Regions from separate parts of the Mus musculus genome. Here region 1 is linked to region 2. The links are chromatin contacts, called in public Hi-C maps. All regions are on one chromosome and are shown on one strand. The core of a region is the stretch at or near the end of the contact, and the rest is flanking DNA. Distances in the headings are between cores, read along the strand shown.

Region 1 (2,700 bases), core at 136-2,635, 320 kb after region 2:
CTAATGAAGGAGCTAGAGAAAGTACCCAAGGAGCTGAAGGGGTTTGCAGCCCTATAGGAGTAACAACAATATGAACTAACCAGTACCTCCAGAGCTCTCTGTGACTAAACCACCAACCAAAGAAAACACATGGTGGGACTTATGGCTCTAGTTACATATGTAGCAGAGGATGGCCTAGTTAGTCATCAATGAGAGGAAAGGCCCTTGGTCTTTTGACTTGGTGAGTGTCTATTTTCAAACTCATAAAATGATAAATTTGAACCTAGTACAAGAGTTGGTCTCAGTATTTATTTTCTTGCTGATTTCCAACTACCTAAAAACTGCCTTATATTGTAGTCATGACTGTGTCTTGCAAAGTCCTGTGCTGGGAGTGGTTTTCCCTGTTTCTTATCAGTTCCTAAGGAATTTATCAATGGTTCATTATTCCCTCTCAAACATGAGTCTATATATAACTAACAGATTTAAAGAGAGGTCACTTTCTATCATCTATTTTCACCCATATCAGACACAACCTATGTAGCATAGTGAACAATTACCTTGAGTGAGTTATTTCAGTGACATTCTGTGCTTTGATTCTTCATTTAGAAAATGGAGGTGGTAAATTGTGTGGCTTCATACATTGGTTGGAAGTATTAAGTGGTACCATGAGTTCAAAGTCCTTTGTATAGCAGTCATTAGTCAACTATGACAACAGAGAAAGGGGCAATTTCTTCCTACAGTGGTAGTCTAATTCATTTTTCTCTAGGAAATGCCACAATCTTGATACCACTAGATGGTTTACCAAGCAATTATGTCATCGATTTCCACAGTAAGTTTTGATATAACTATACCTTGACCTCTAGACCTTCGCAAGACTTACATGCTGCGTTGCCATCGCCCTTTGGTATTTTAGAGTGCATTTCAGGGTTCATGTCTCACCATTCTCCTCCACAAGATCTGTTTCTCCCTCAATAACCTTTCATAGGTGACGATTCATTCCATCCACACAGTTCATATTCTTATCCTCCTTATAATATATTGCATATCAGTGTCACCCCACTGCAAGCACACAGATCTCACCTAAAAACCCAAGCTTGCCTCAAGAGAATGACTCAGGCCAATCCTAACTGTGTTTGCATCTCACCCCTGTTCCATGATGGAACAAACCTCATGATGAATTCTGCTTCAGTGGATGGTGGCCTTTGGGGACTTAATGCCAGAAGCACAGTGAAAAGCACAAGCCTTGCCGAACAGAGCAGCACGTGCTTTTCCTGATGGTTACAGGGTTTTCTTTCCTTAGACAACCGGGGCTGCTTCTTGAGACCTCTGTTCCAGTGCCCACCACCAGCCTTTGGTAACTGAGTCCATCATATAAAGAACAGGCTGGTGTGAGTGGATCCCTCCCTCGTATTCACTGACAGCTGAACAGGCCCCACACTTCTCCCCATGATTTACTGGCAGTGCCTGCAACGACTTGGAACAGCAGGCAGACAAAGAAAAACAATTTAGTTTCTCCCTGCCTGGTTGCTCCTTTCCAAATGTGACAGCTTTCCTAACCAAATGGCTCGTGTTCTAGTCAGACCAAGCAATACCCAAAGCGAACAGTGACACCAAATGGTTAGATATATCAAGAGAGAGTGTTTCCTTCCCAGCACATACCAGAAAGGCAGAGGCAGCTTCTATGGATTGATAACAAGCAAGGAGACAATATACTGAAAGAGGGCAAAAGAAAACTCAATACCTTGGGATCTAAGGAAGTCTTTAGAACAGTGGCCGTGTCTTTTATTTGGTACCATGTGCTTTGTTTATTTGTCCTTATAGTTAATGTGAGCATTTATATTGACTTCAGTTGTTTTAATATGATATATAGAAAGGAAAAAACTGTGTTCATTTTCAAAGGTCAACACTTCCTGAACCTATATTTGGTGGGAGTATTTGAGTACCAGCTCTGCATATATAGAGAAAAGTAAAGACCCTGGAAACGTGTTTCAGGCTTTGTTTTTCCCTCATGTATATTTTTTATGTCATATTATTTTCTGACTATATGGTTTTCTACTTTGGAATTTTACTTTAAAACTATTGTATAATACTTAATTATAGTCTTTGCTTGGTCCTCACCCAATTAAAGACAGTTGTTTGTAAGACTTTATTTTTAACAGAAAGCATCAATGGAAAGACCAATCCAAGAATATATGTGTGTGTGTGTGTACATATATATATATGTACGTATATATATATATATATATATATATATATATGTGTGTGTGTGTGTAAGTACATACATATATGCATGTATACATGCATTTCTTTTTGGCAATATTAACCATTCAAGATGATAACCAGACGGGCTTTAATCAATCAACACATCAAATGATTATAAACCATATTGAGGGTCCATATAATAAAAATATATTTCATGTGAATTTTATGTGAAAACAGAAGGCACCAGGGACTATTACGTAAAACAGAATTAAGTAATTAAAAGACAAACCAAGAAAAACATTGGGAAGTAAATGCAGGTGAACTCCTGAGTTCAGGACTGGCCTCAGCTGCCTAGAAATTGTCAAACCAGCCAGTCTTATCTGGACTATGTGAGACCCTGGGGAGAGAGAGAGATAGAGACAGAGACAGAGAAAGAGACTAAGAGTATATAGGCATTCAAATTAAAGAATAAGAGAGGAGTGTGATTAATAGGCATGTAAGAAAAAGAGGAAAAAATCT
Region 2 (2,700 bases), core at 136-2,635:
AGGCTACAAACCTCATGCTAATAGGCTAAGGACATTTTCTTTTTCCTTAATAGCATCTGTCCATGTTCACTTACTTATCCAGTTCAATGTAGCTCAGTTAATAGTGTTTTTCTATCATGCAAAAGATTCTTGGTTAAATCTCTAGCAGATTATGCATTGGGCATTAGTGCATGGTTATAATGCCACCATTTAGGAGGCAGAGTTAGGAAGATCAGGAGTTGAAGATCATCTTTGACCTCATAGAGAGTCTTGGTCCAATCTGAACTATATGAGACCTGCCTCTAACAAAAAGTTGCTCCAATTTAACATTTTCTTCTCATTCTGGAAAATTCTCCTCCCCAGCTTTATAACCATGAGTCTACATAAGATTGAAAGTAGTTTTGCCACCCCATCTTTTACTGGCTAGCCTAATCTTAATTTTTATAGCCCACATTAAGGTATTTTACCTTTGCATAACCAAGCATAATCATTCGTACCAGGACCACATTTATATGCACTCCGAGGGACTCATCGTGGTAGATTTCATTTACCTGGAGACAAAAGAGATAGTTGCTAGAAGAAAGGCAATGCAAAGGATTTCAAGACACACACAACATTGCCACGCCAGTTGCAAGTCCTCTACTCAGATTGGGCAACTTACATTGTGTTTAAATTTAGTTTAAGCCAATCTCCAAAATGAAGTAATTTATTTTTTGTTTTGGAGCAATCTTTGGATATGTGAATTATTGAGTTTTTGTAAAGTACAGAGAAAAATTAACATAGACATATTAGGAGGAGATTTATTTAACAAATTTGTGTGTGTGTGTGTGTGTGTGTGTGCGCACACACACACATTTGTGTATATGCCTACATATAACACAACACTCACATAAAACAAATTAAAAAAAAAATGACTCCTGATTTTCTGTCCTTCTGTGAGTGGCCACAAGACAACAGAAGAAGACAGACAATATAGCAAGAGTGCCCACATGGCTTGCAAACGTACTATCTTGGCTGAGGGATTTCTGTATCGAAGCTTTGGGGATCTATCTGTGAGTCAGCAAGTAGGTAGCTTTCCCAGCATCCCCCAGGACCGAGCAGCTGGGGCAATGCTTTTTTAGAACTACTGTGGGATAAATACTTTTCAGAATATGCAGTGTTAAGGAGACCGTACAAGTGCTTATCAGAGATGTCAGTTCTGGACTCAACTCTGAAGATCTCAATTGACTCCCATATCATTATTACATTTTGAAAGTTAGGCTAGAATTTCTCAGAAATGACTTTGTATACTTTAATAGTACAGATGTTGGAATCAGAGCAATTTTAGGTTGCAGCTCAACTGTGTTTCATACAGGGAGGACAATGAAGCCTGTAGACTGTCAGTGACAAGCTAAACCACACAGTGCGTTACTGGCAGACAGGAATCTAAAGCACACTGTAATTATATCTTCTGATTAAGCTACTGCAAAGTGAGTGCAAAGAAAGTCTGTCCAACTTGGTGAATGCTAGCAGAAATGACAAAGGCAGGGTTACCTGGCTAGATTCCAGTTCCGAGCTATTCCCCCAGAACAAGGGCTCAAACTTCTAACAGAAACTAGGAGAGAGATGAAAACTAACCACAATTTCGCTTGAGATCCAGGAGGTTTGGATGGCAGGCTTAGCAAATCTAAAAGCTGCAGAGAAGAGTACAAAGCCAGAAAATACAGAACATTTAATCATCATAGAATGAAACTCATGCATCAGGGTACTCTGGCTTGCCATGTTAGACTTGCCACACCTACCAAGAAACAGGCCAAGAAATCTCGAGTTAGATGTTTCAAGATTCTAGCATGACTGCATGGAATAATTTCAACATTTTAGATCTTAAATTGATGGGTAGTATACTATGTATTCAGATTGTACACAGCATTTACAAAGCTACCAAAGATAGATGTGAAAGGTCAGTCTAAGGTAGAAAATACTAAAAAAGGTAAAGCATATTCTAACAGGAAAGGCTTTATGGTACCTTTAAGTGGAAAATGCATATATATACATATATATGCATATATACATATATATGCATTAATTATATATAGTCATTAATTAGAAAGATCTAGCTTGGTAGCTATAGAAGATAAGCTAGATTAAAAAAAAAATACTCTGTGATGAACCCTTGCATTGCCCAGGAGTATAGGCAGGTGACCCATGGCCAGTTTGGCTTACTATAGGCTAACGGAAACCCAAAGTATTGAACTCACTATGTACTGACATATAAGAGAGCTGGTCAACAATACAATGGCATTTAAAGAAAATAACAGAGACCAAAGAGCCCAGAAAATGTGTCCTATACAGAATGACTTGGGAGATACAGTGATTAAAGATAGAAGACATTAAATTTCTCAGATCACATTGCTTCAAAAATCCCTCAATGGCTACCAACTTGAGGATAGCAAGGGACAAAATAAGGTGAGTAGCTGGTGATGCCACTGGGGACCATGATAGGGTCCTAGCTTGCACTGCCACAAGGGGCCACGTCTGTAGCAGCATGGTGCCACCGAAGGCCAGGATGGCATCCCTGGTCTGGGCTGCTGCCCTGGGCACATGTTGATGTCTGAAGGCTGTGCAGAATTGGCCTCAGCCTTCACCTGAGCATCATGGGAGAGCAAGAGAGCAAATGAACCTTCCCTCCCCCAATTCCAGGGGTTTCAGGTGAGCCAGCCCCAAGGATATAAGATATAAGCA

What was found. A called contact is a pair of places that touch in the nucleus more often than the background predicts.
Region 1: a Hi-C map of cortical neurons shows a contact between it and region 2, with 2.4 times the contacts expected there. The contact joins two enhancer-like sites. A contact is called at or near these places in 1 of 39 promoter capture datasets (hippocampal neurons) and 9 of 484 Hi-C or Micro-C datasets (cerebral cortex, cortical neurons, nephron progenitors and 2 more).

What each region holds. Positions count from the first base shown.
Region 1 is chr5:90,031,831-90,034,530 of GRCm38.p6, forward strand. No RefSeq gene overlaps it. Among named protein-coding and RNA genes, the nearest start is that of Adamts3, 150 kb to the left of the region's middle. Within about 2 kb of position 1,386, at least 24 of the 459 cell types and tissues checked have an H3K27ac peak or open chromatin away from gene starts, as enhancers often do. A contact at or near this core is called in cortical neurons, where this site is marked.
Region 2 is chr5:89,710,211-89,712,910 of GRCm38.p6, forward strand. Adamts3 (a disintegrin-like and metallopeptidase (reprolysin type) with thrombospondin type 1 motif, 3) reads right to left here. Exons shown (of 22, transcript NM_001081401.2): 6 at 447-530. Among named protein-coding and RNA genes, the nearest start is that of Gm7056, 95 kb to the left of the region's middle. Within about 2 kb of position 1,386, at least 4 of the 459 cell types and tissues checked have an H3K27ac peak or open chromatin away from gene starts, as enhancers often do. A contact at or near this core is called in cortical neurons, where this site is marked.